Linked DNA regions of Mus musculus: region 1 is linked to region 2. A link is a contact called in public HiChIP or PLAC-seq data. All regions are on one chromosome and are shown on one strand. Each heading gives the region's core, a stretch centred on a gene start, on an enhancer-like site or on the middle of the called end of the contact. The rest is flanking DNA. Distances are from core to core; before and after follow the strand shown.

The links. HiChIP or PLAC-seq counts read pairs in DNA pulled down with a chosen protein or histone mark.
Region 1: a contact with region 2 is called in an H3K27ac HiChIP or PLAC-seq map of oligodendrocyte precursor cells, with 5 times the contacts expected there. The contact joins two enhancer-like sites. A contact is called at or near these places in 8 of 39 promoter capture datasets (the C10 cell line, the HPC-7 cell line, cranial neural crest and 5 more), 15 of 115 datasets of contacts at active chromatin or transcription factors (the SCID.adh cell line, T-cell acute lymphoblastic leukemia, bone marrow-derived macrophages and 12 more) and 4 of 9 other capture datasets (adipose tissue, liver, macrophages and 1 more).

Annotation. Positions count from the first base shown.
Region 1 is chr9:72,129,708-72,135,473 of GRCm38.p6, forward strand. No RefSeq gene overlaps it. Among named protein-coding and RNA genes, the nearest start is that of Tcf12, 21 kb to the left of the region's middle. Within about 2 kb of position 3,559, at least 339 of the 459 cell types and tissues checked have an H3K27ac peak or open chromatin away from gene starts, as enhancers often do. A contact at or near this core is called in adipose tissue, embryonic stem cells, neural progenitor cells and 3 more, where this site is marked.
Region 2 is chr9:71,876,529-71,882,736 of GRCm38.p6, forward strand. Tcf12 (transcription factor 12) reads right to left here. Exons shown (of 21, transcript NM_011544.3): 12 at 6,189-6,208. Among named protein-coding and RNA genes, the nearest start is that of Cgnl1, 110 kb to the left of the region's middle. Within about 2 kb of position 3,138, at least 62 of the 459 cell types and tissues checked have an H3K27ac peak or open chromatin away from gene starts, as enhancers often do. A contact at or near this core is called in adipose tissue, embryonic stem cells, neural progenitor cells and 3 more, where this site is marked.

The DNA.
Region 1 (5,766 bases), core at 2,309-4,808, 250 kb after region 2:
GATGTTTCAAGGCTGCTGTCAATCTAGAACTGCTGGATACTCATCTGTGAAGAGTCAGAATTCAAGAAATTAAATCTTGGTGACATAATGTGAATGCTTTCGCAAGCCATGTCTAACACTCTTGACCATTTCAGTGATATGAGCCAATAAATTCCTGCTATGGTTTCTATGTTCCCTAACAATCTGTGTGTTGGAACGCTCAGCCCCAGGGTAGTGTTTCAGGAAGTACTATGGAACTTACTAGGAGGTGAGACCAAGTGAGAGGTTCTTAAGGCAACAGAGAGTATGCCCTTGCCTGAAAGAGATTTACGTGTTTTTCATGGGACCTTGGTTAGATTTCTGGAAAGTTTTCCTATAAAAGCAGGAGCCTGGCCCCACCCAGCCTTTCTCCAGCTGCCTACATCCAGATGTGGCTACTTGCTTTTGCCCACATTTCCACTGTTGTCATAGCGATGAACTGACAGCTGAGAGCCCTTACCAGGACTCAGCTGACACAGATGCCATGACTTGAAACTCAACAACTTCTGTTTTTTTGGTTTTTCGAGACAGGGTTTCTCTGTATAGCCCTGGCTGTCCTGGACCTCACTTTGTAGACCAGGCTGGCCTCGAACTCAGAAATCCGCCTGCCTCTGCCTCCAGAGTGCTGGGATTAAAGGCATGCGCCACTACGCCTGGTCAACAACTTCTGTTCTTAAGCAGTTAGACCAGTGATTCTCAACCTGTGGGTCATAACCCTTTGTGTGTGTGTGGGGGGGGGGGGGATGTCAAACAATCCTTTTACAGAGTTCAAACATCAAATATCCTGCATACCAGATATTTACATTACAATTCATAACACTAGCAAAATTACAGTTACAAAGCAGCAACAAAAAAAATGTATGGTTGGGGGTCACCACAACAGGAGGAATCTATAAAGGGTTGCAGCATTAGGAAAGTTGAGAACCACTTAGGTTAGGCAGTCTCGGGTATTTCACTGTAGGATCAGAAGCCAATAAGATTCCTCTTCCTATCTAAGCAAATTTAAGTTATATTTCCATCATTTATAACATCCAAATGAGTTAAATGCTAGGTTACGTAAGGGTAGATGCATAGACACATACAAAGAAGTAAATGAACAGGAAGGTACTTGGTGGGCACATCTAACCTACTGAGGAGACAGGCTGAAGAGTGGGTCAAAGACAGAAAGAACCCCGACTGGAGGACAAGCTTGAAAGTCAGTCACCAGAGTTTAAATTTAATGCAAGAGAAAATATACCCATAAAGCTATCTGGGCATGAAGAGATGTGCTAAAAGTGAGCAATTATTCTGGCAAGTTACATTGGAACAGAGAGAAAAGGGAGTCGGAGAGACCATAAAAAGACGGTTGAACTGATCCTGGCTGGCAATGTTCAAGGTCTTAGGCAAAAAGCATGAAGTGGAGATACACGAAGGAATTTGATATGAGGTACTTCTGGTGATACACTAAAGGTCCTAACAACAGGCCAGGTAAAATAAGGAAGAAGAAATAGTGCGTTGACAATGACAAACATTTTAGTGTGGGTGGCATAGATCGAGCTGGTATTATTGAGAAAGGAGTTATATAAATTTTACAAAGACAGCAAGATTAGTTTTTGACCTGTTGCAATCACGGAGAAGGTAGGATATGTTAGAATGGTGATGAACTAAAGTTGAGGTAAACAACCACAACAGCTAGGCATGGGGGCACACACCTTAATCCCGGTGCTCAGGAGGCAGGAGCAGGGGGGTCTCTGTGAGTTCAAGGCCAGCCTGATATGCAGAGTTTCAGACCAGCCAAGGCAATCCTAGTGTCTGATGGAGAAGGAGAGAGATTGGAAACTCAGAGCATAAAACTCTCCAAAAGTTTCACATTAAAAGCAGGGGTCGGGGTAGGGAGTACTCGTTGCTTTTGCAGAGGACCTAGGTTCAGCTTCCAGGACCTATATAGTGACTCAATCAACTATCTATAACTCGAGTTTGAGGGGCTTCAACACTCTCTTCTGACCTCTGCATGTACATATATACATTGCCTTCAGGCAAAATACTTTTTTTTTTTTTTTTGGTTTTTCGAGACAGGGTTTCTCTGTGTAGCCCTGGCTGTCCTGGAACTCACTCTGTAGACCAGGCTGGCCTAGAACTCAGAAATCTGCCAGCCTCTGCCTCCCAAGTGCTGGAATTAAAGGTGTGCACCACCACTGCCCGGCTCAGGCAAAACACTTATATACATAAAAATTTTCAAAATCTAAAAGCAACCTGAGGCCCTTAATACCATTGATCTCTATGGCCCTGAGCCTCTACCCTCATTTCCAACTGTAGGTGCTCAGAGCAGCGATCATGTCGGCCTCCTCACTACTTGCTAAGTGTTCACTCGACTTTTCCGGGCTTCAGAGCCTTTGGATTTGTCCTTCCTCAATCCGGGAAGTTACCTGTCTAGGTATGTTTTGCTTGTCTAATTTCTTTCATTCAGACCTGCTGTAAGCACACTTCCTCAGAAATCTCTCTCTAAATCAACTCGTCTAAGCTAACACTGCACATGTCTTCTACCTGTAGCCTCCTTTGCCCTGCAGTATTGTTTGTTTCATAGCACTTAACATCACACGACACTCAACGGTGTGTCTGTCTCATCGCCTGTAACAAAGTCCAAGAGCCCAGAGCGTTTGGGCTTATTCACTGTTATGTCCCTGGTAAGCAGAATAGAGCCTGGTACATGAGAAATTCCTCTATAAAAGCCTAGTGAGTTGTGTGAGATGTAGTAAAGGGAATTAAAAGAAAAAGAAAAAGAAAAAAAAAACCCATATACCACAAAAGAGCTGCAAAGTTAGTCATTTACAAGTTCTGGAACTTTCCTACCATTTCAGGAGGGGAGAAGCAGAAAACAATAAACCCTCTTTAAGGCTCCCACTTGTGATCCATCTTCTCAGGGGAAAGGGAACTTTGGGGGAGTCTGTCACCAAAGGAAAGACTTGAGGTACTTTCCTACTGTGTTCCCTGTGACATTCGTGAAGGAGAGGAATTCTCCACTTGCATACTGGATGAAAGAAAGGCTCTTCTTCCACCTCAGCTGCACATCAGAGCTTGGAGGGAAACCCTGGGGGATGCTGACAGACTTCAGCTTTCCCAAACGTTTCTTTGGGCGGGTGTCATCAGCCAGGTGTGCTCCACAGACTAGGTGGAGCCTGGGAAAGGCGTGAGGACGTCGCACTCGGGGGCCCCTGGGGCAAGCGTGCTTGCCCTTCCCCGCGGCCGCCGGCTTTCCGCCGCAGCCTGCCCCGGCCAGGTCGCCGGGGCGCGGGAGAGCCCAGCGGCGTCTGCACCCTTCCCTCCCCCGCCGCGCCCTCCTCCGCCCACGCGCTGCAGCCTCAGCTGCGGCTTTCCGCCGTTCCCGGCAGCGCTGAGCCCGGAATCCAATTACTTTTCCCTGAGGAGCTTCGTACACCCGCCAGGCCCCAGAGGGAGGAGCGGGGGGTCGAGCGGCCGCCCACTTCCCGCCGCCCGAGGCCGAGGCCGGGCTGCTCGGGCGGGGCGAGCGCGGTCTCGGAGGGGCGCGCGGAGCAGCAGCCGTCGGGACTATTTGTCCTTCCGCGTGCGGCCCAGCTGGGCCCCGGCGCGAGGCTCCAGGCGCTGTGGCCCGGGCGCCAGCGTCCCCAAGGATGAGTGGCAGGAGATTAGCCCCGGGGCTTCCCCGCGCGGGCGCGGCTCGAGGCCCGCGCGCACGCGCACTCCGGGGTCCGAGCACGGAGGTCGCCTTGTGTCCAGTGGCCTTTTCCTGGGCGCAGCGCTCCTGGGCCCCAGGATTCAGCTCTGTAAAGTGAAAGTGAAGTGGAGCAAGATGGCCAAGGGTAGGAGGTTTGCACGTGCTCTCCACCACACTTGTACATCCCGAGACTGTACAGGGACGCTACAGGGGTGAATCTATGAAGAGGAAGGAAAAGAGGACTTCCTTCCTGGTTCTTCAGGGGCTGGGTGGAGAACCCATTGATCCCCTTGAGGGTTCTTGCTCACTTGGTTTAAGCTGTAGACAGAAAGCCTAATAGAGCCTATTCTAGCTACAGCCTAGGGCGGAGGTCCTCAACTTCCTCCTGCATACCCTGTCAGATTATGAGTCCACGACTGACAAACACATTTGAAAAAGAAAATGCCTTATTTTCTCCTTTTGATTCTGTTTCTCTTGAGACTGTGGCTGACCCTTAGGCCCTTGATGTTCTTGAATATGATTGACACACGTGATTAGGCTAGTGAGAGAGAAGCAGAGAAATTGCTATCAAAACAATTATATGCAGAGACATCAGAACAAAAGCCCAAGAGCCCCGAGGACTAAAAGACCATCCTGGCTCTGCCATAGATGCCCTCTGGGATGGTGGCCAAGTCAGATCATCTCTTTGTGTCTTGCTTCTTGGCAAGTTAAATAAAACTATCCTGCTACTCTCCCTGTCTCAAGGAGTGTTATAAAAATAAACTAAAAGAACCAACTGAAAATATAGAAGGTTTAGTTTTTAGGGGGTGTGGGAAAATGATACCGTTGAAAGGCACTAAAGGGAAAATTCTATGAGAGAAAGCCACTTGACCATCTGCCTATCGTCTCATCTTCTCCGTTCAATCTAATGTACACATAGAAACTATAGGTAGAGTTATCTAGTAAGTACTGTGTGGTTTTTATAAGAATTATAATAAAGGAGGGAATAAGGGGAGGGGGATTTCAGAGGGAGACCAGGAAGAGGGATAACATTTGAAATGTAAATAAAGAAAATATCTAATAATAAAATATATATATAATCTAGTCAACGCTAATTGTACTCTCAGACCCTCTCCCATGCCTATGTCCTAGCCATTTCCACATGCTCTGACTACAATATTTCTGCTTCAGTGCTACGGAGCACCATTAGGTACAAAACAGTGCTGTGGGTGGGCTCCCCACTTGAGGCTAAGCTGTGACAGAGGTTTTCAGACATGTTTGCCTATGTAACCTATGATAGGCAAGGCTCCAGAAACCTGTGTACTGGCTAAGTGAAGAACCTTCTGGAACAGACGAGGTCCCAGGGAAGAGAAAGCCAACTACCCTGAGCTTGAGCTGAGGTTAAAGACTCTGGGGGAAGGGAGAGGGGCTTTCTGCCTTTTATGTCTGACTGAATCTAGTAGGGTAGGAAAGAAGATAAAGGATATGAGGGAGAGTGAAGTCTCCCTTTCGGGTGTTTTAAACCTAAGCATTCACATTTGTAAAACAAGTTTTAGCTTCTGCATTAGTAGAAAAGATCAGGCTAGCAACAACATGGCCAGCAACAGAAAAAGTCCTGCCTGGAGGGTGCTTTTTGAAAAGTGAGGATTTTATCATCTTCTGAGACATTCCGTGGTAGCCCGGGAACGGATAGGAATAATTCACAGACATTTTCTGGGTCCTCAAAAAACTTCTTTCTGCAGTCCCCTTCTTCAAATGACTTCAAATCCCTCACTGCAAAGTCTTGGCATCAAATTTGAAGCAAATGTGTTTCTCTTCCTCACCGGAGGAAAGCTCGTTCTACAGACTTCTAACAGAACTGGGACCTATTGGGCAGTATTATTTGACCTACCATCCTCAACTGATTATTTGTAAGAAGAACACCACCTGTAATCTAGTTATTATGTGTCAGGTGTGATGGTGCATGCCTTTAATCCCTGCACTCAGAACACACTGAATTTGCGTTCTACAGAGCAAGTTCTGGGCCAGCCAGGGCCACTCAGAGAAACCCTGTCTCAAAACAAAACAATCTACCCACCATGCTGCTCAGAGAAAGC
Region 2 (6,208 bases), core at 1,888-4,387:
GAACTGAACTCAGGGCCTCTGGAAGAGCAATCAGTGCTCTTAACCAATGAGCCATCTCTCCAGCCCTATTTCTTTATTTTTGTTTTTTTGATTTTTGTTGTTGTTATTGTTTTTTAAAAGACAAAGATACCTAATTTTTTAAATTATTGTGGTTGGAAAGTTTCTAATTATCAGCAGAAAATCAAGATGTGAGGTTGAATATGGCTGCACCTCTGCAAGCACCAACACTTGGGAGGCAGAGGGAGAAGGATCACAAGTTCAAAGCCAGCCTGGGCTAAACAGCAAGCTATAAGCTATAAGCCATAGAGTTGTCCCCACACCTGTGACTAGTACTTGGAAGGCAGAGGTGAGACTGTAACTTTAAGGCCAATCTGGGCTACATATTCAGTGCCAGGTTTGCTCATACTGAGGTGAGTCTTTACCTCAAAATAAAACAATCTATTATAAAGATAAAATACCTGAAAAGTAGACCATATTTAAAGAATGTATTATCGAAGTAATATAAAAACAATAATCTCACAAAAATATTTTTAAAAAGGTGGGGTCTTTTAGGTTGTTTTGTTCTATGTTAGTAATTAGGATCCTGATAGGCTCAGAGAGACCTTGAATTTGTGATCCTTTTGACCTAGCCTGCAAGTTCTGGAGTTGTAGATATGGCCTGACAAGCCTGGCCTTTACACATTAAGTCTGGCAAAGTACTGCACAACTTAAATCTTAGTACTTGGGAGGCAGAGGCAGGTGGATCTCTGTGATTTCAAGGCCAGTATGGTCTGTATATCAAATTCCAGGACAGCCAAGGCTACCAATGGAGACCCTGTTTTAAACGATCCCACCTCCTCCAGTACACAGGCCCCACCCTTGCGCCCCCAAAAAACCACAAACAAAAAGCATACCCCAAACTTAAAACCACCAAACAAAAAGTCTTTGAAAAGATGGGCAGTGGTAGCACAGGCTTTTAATTCCAGAACTTGGGAGGCAGAGGCAGATGAATCTTTGAGTTTGAGGCCAGCCTGGACTACAGAGTTAATCAAGTTCCGGATAGGGCAGCCAGGAAACCGTCTGGAAGTGAGGTAGAGAGGAGGATTGGAGAGAATGGGAGGGGAGGGGAGTGGGTATGGGTGTTTGTGTACCTTTGAAAAAAGTTTTCTAAGTTCTCCTTTCTAAAAAGCTAACCAAAGAAAACATAATAGTTACCCCTTCGTCCTTTAAAAAGTTACTTGTCTGTTTTAGCCCCAAGAAATGTATATTGTGAAAATTAAGCTTTCTCTCAAAGGACACTAAAACTTTTACAAACATGTCTCAACATCTTTATAGTTGTCAATCACTGTTTCTTATCTTCAGGAATCAAATGTACCTTTTATGAGCAACTAGTGCTCATTCATTAAGTATATAATACAGCATTGATGAGGGAGGTGCAGATAAGTGAGAAAACAGTCACAAAACCAACCACACTCACGGATTAGTCTGCACTGCCTGCCTGCCATTACTCCTCACTGTGAGAATCAACTGTGAAAGCGTTGGGGAATCACCCTCCATGGCAGCCTGCCCTCTTTGTGCTTGTGTCTCCTACTCTCAAAGACTTGCCTAGTCACTACTGTGCTAATAATGACTTGCAATGGTAGAAATGAAGAGCCTGTGCTAGGAATTTCTACTGGAATGAGTTCTAGGCCTCAGGCTTACCTATGTCCCATCGCTCCTACTCTCCAGTTCCCTTAAAGGTTTCAGAGTCCTCAGTCCCCTTTTCTTCTCTAGTTACTAGCAGTTTAAGCCTGGTTATGACCTTCCTATGTTTACAGACCCTGGTGAATGACTCCTGAACCGACTCTCACTGTCCCCTGCCTCACACTGGCTGCTGGCTTCATCACTTGACAGGCTGAGTAGGTCACATCTCAACTCTGAGTCACTACTCTGCTTTCTTTCCTCTTCTCTTCTTTATTTTGGCTGTGCTCCCCCTTTTCTTTGCCCCCCCTTTCTCTCTCTACACACCAGTATTCACAATTCTCAGTTTCTGGGATAAATATGCATCATTTTCACACTGTTTTAAATCTGTGTATGCATGTGTGTGGAGGCCAGAGGACAATCTCAGGCGTTGTTCCCTAGGAGTTGTCCACCCTATTTTTGAGACAGGATCTCTCACTGGCCTGACTCTCTAGCTGGCCAAGCCCTGGGCATCCATTTGTTTGTTTTCCCGGTGTTGGGACTTTAATAAGTGATAAACTGCATGTGAAATTTGCTATAATAATTATCAGTAAAAAGATTCTTTAAATAACAGATTTTTACCTTAGTATTTAGTTAATGGGGATCAAAAAACAGAAACAAGAAAATGAAAGAGCTTGTTATAGACTTCACTCCAAATCTACAAAATGGCATAAACTTTGAGAACAATTATGTCTTGAGGTTCTATGATTGCTGAGAATTAATGTTAATGTTCTAGGCTATGTGTATCTCACACTTAGGTAGGCACAGGCTTTCTAGGGCGTGAATGGACTGCCAATTCTTCAGCTCTGCCCTTCCAATGAAGCAATCCCTAAGTATGTCAAATGCTGGTTAGAGTTCCTTTATGTGGAAGAAAGCAGAGTTTATACTTCTTACTCTCATAAAGAGAGGACATATGTGGGAGGAAGAGTGGCAGAGCAATACCGGTACACAGAAGCCTTTCTGATGGCAGATCACTTCACCAGCCTGTATCTCTGCAGGCTCATTCCATCACCAAAACAACTGAATCACATTATTTCATAAAAATCGTGATTTCTTTAGAAATCCTAAATATCAGACTTTTTTGGCAAAGACCATTCTAAATGAAGATTTTTCTCTCTATTTTCTGGTGTTTAAGGAAGAAAAATTAGTGTTTATTGAATATTGGTGTTTAAGGAAGAAAAAAGTCACGTTAAAAACGGAGGTGGTAGTGGCTAGAGTTTGGGGCAGGAACAAAGTCAGAGCTCATTTTACATGCAGCCCACAGGCACTCATAGTTAAATGGCCAATGATGAATAACTCCCAGTACCTTCTGCCAGACTTAAACGGTAATATTCCTCATTTTACTGCAACAAATGAGGCTCCTCCTCCTATCAGTCATGGTCTATTCCAATCAGTAGGGTGCCAATAAAGCCAGAGGCTAATGAAAGGAGCTTCAGACAAACAGAAACAATGGAGAGCTCCAGGCCCAACCCTGGAAGGCAGAGTCCAAGGTTTTAAACACTGAAGCTTTTGGACATTTCAGTTAATCTTTATTATGCTAATGTTATTGAGTCTAAGGAACAAAGAAACTTATTTCATGAATTACTTCTAAACATCAACTTCCCTGGATTTTCTTTTCTTTTGTTAGGGACTACTGACCATTTAACTATCTAGATTAAAACGCACACATTCTCCCTCTCTTCTTCCCTCCCTGGCTCATAGAAATCAAAACATAAATTATCACAAAGAAGTCTGATATAATCAACAAAGTTAAACAGTCTTCTCGTTTGATCTCTTCTAAATTAAAGACTGAATGTTTTGATATGGTATTAGGCCCTGAAATAAACCAGATGTTTCTTCCTGCATATAACTCTCCATGGGCACAGTCTTAAAGGGTGATTGTCTGGCAAATGTTCAGGGACACACAGATTTTTCCTTTCCTTCTATCTACCCACGTCTATTATCTAAACTAGTGCACAATCCATAGGGCTTTGGGGACTTTGTGTAAATACCTTCATGTACAATTCTCTTTCTTGCTATCCTGAGATTAAGACCACAATTATCCAGGCTTAAACCTAAAATAAAAGAACCTTTGCAAACGCATTATCTGGCCTTACATGTTTAATCACGCAGCATTCTGCGTGTTCTTTAAAACCTAAACTGAAGAACAAAGGTTGTACCCTCTGGTGTTTCACACATGAAAGACCTTCTAAAGCAACTAGGGAACTAGAATTAACTTCTAATGACAACAGTGGTATTTTCCCATCAAAAATAGATGCTATTATTATATTAGAGACACCACATTCTAACCATTTGTAATACTTAACATAAAATTCTGATATGCATTCAGATTCGCACATGTAATCCTCCCTAAGTTTCTTTCTCTCATTTCTCCTAATTCTTCCAATTACTGTTTTTGTTTTTTAGTATATTTTAAAAACTAAACATTATTAATGTGAATGTGAGTCTGTAAGGAAAGCTGAAGAAACAATGCTGTTGGAGAAGTAGGGGGAGGCTGAAGGGACAGGAAGTGTGCACATGAGGGTCTGCAGTGATGGACCAGATGGAATGTATCACTCTCAACTATGACAGAAATGATTTATGGAATGACCTGGCTGTTCCCGCTTAGTAACAACACAGGATGACAGAGATGAGTTTCCATGACAACCAAAGCCCACCCACTAGCTAGATTAAACATTTCTTCCTGGCCTCCACTCATAGTAAATCTGGACTTTTTTCTCCAAATGCCATCCTAGTTTCTCTAGCATGCTGTTCATAATATGGAAGGAAAATCAAGGATGCCAGAGTAACTAAAGGAAGCTTGAAAGACCACTGAGAACATTACAAAGTTCTGTGTGTTTATACCATAGTTTTTTTACATATATTTTTCTCAGAAAAACAAAATAACTCCCAAATGGAGGTTTTATTTTTAAAATTTCCTTAATATTAGTAGTCAAATGCTACTTGTTCCTTTACATGTGCATGAACTATCTGCTGTTGGATCTTCTAAGATGAGCAGGCTCAACATGGCATGACAATCAAATACCCAAGAAAATTTCTTCCTACACAAGTTTTCTTCAGTGGGGAAAAAGAAAAAAAAGGTAGAGACAACTCTCTTTAGTTATTTTGCACACCTCTAAGGCAATCCCTATAGCACAACTTCCTAGACACATAAAGCAGTGGAGAAGGGCAGCCTGAGGCTAGTTCCATGTGGGTCCTACGGTATATGAGCTCTCCCCTTCTAGCTAGTGATCCCTAGGGCAAACTACTTAAATCTTTTGAGCTCAAGTCACTTAACCTTTAAACCTCAGTTCCCACAAATATAATGTGGGGATGATAATGCCAACCTTACAGGGTTTTCTTGAGAATTACACAAAACAGGGCACAAAAATGCTTACTGTGGTGCCGAGCAACTAGAAAGCACTCAGTCCACAGTTGATCATTTCTGTGGGTTTATACCACCACCATTATTATGTGTGTTCCAAGATTAACTCCAGCAAACATTTACTGGGCTCCACTGTGTGCAGGACTCTACTACGTGGTAGAAGAGTTTGATTTGGCTTCATTTCTCAAAAAAACTCATACTTAACAGCTATAGAGAAAGGTTTATTTACTCAAACAATACATAAAGAGGTTTCTTTCTTCAAGAGCTCGACAGCTGCTCACTACCAGTCACATATCAGAGCTCTGCTTTCTCTATCAATAGCAAATATTTAAGAAAGTTCACTGCACTTCAGACAAAATATAATTCTAAGAGACATACTTCTCAAGAAAAAATAGTCTAATAAAAAACTTTACAAGGCAAAAGCATAATTTAAATTTCAAGAATTAGATTTGAATCTTTATAGATAATTAATAAATACCCTTCTCTCCTTTCTGGTCTGAGCATTTCAAACTAATTGTAACATTTTAAGAGTCAGATATAATAAACTGTAATTGTTGTCCCTATTGTTTTGATGTGACAAAGACTAGCTGTACTATATTACAAAATATCTTTGAATCAGTTTTATTCATTTAGCACAAGTCTTTCAATAATTCTGAGACCCACACCCTGGTTTTTGAGTGAGCCAGCTGTAGCTATTGTTTTTTTCTTAAAAAAATAAAAAACCCTAAAATATAAATAAAAGTATTTCCTATCTTGTTAAAGCCCATGATAAGGCATTTCCTTCATATTTGATAGATTGGATTTTCTTTCTTGGTTCTCCTTGATTTATTTGAGTGGGCCACTAAGTACTTAACACACATATTTCCCCAAATTCTTCTTTGTGTCTGTTCCACTTAAATGAAGGCATATTTAAATGAAGCCACAAATACAGATTTTTTTAAGTAAGGAAAGAGAGGTGTTAATCATGAACTAACTAATAATATGTATCAATGTAAACAAAAAACAGCTCTTCAATGAATAATAATGTTGAAAGTGTTCTAACTATGGCATTTACTGCCCAAAAAATCTAAACCTTAGTTCATGAGTACAAAATCCACTCAGTATAATGTGCAAGCCCAGTACTTACAGATGCCAAGGCCTTCCCAA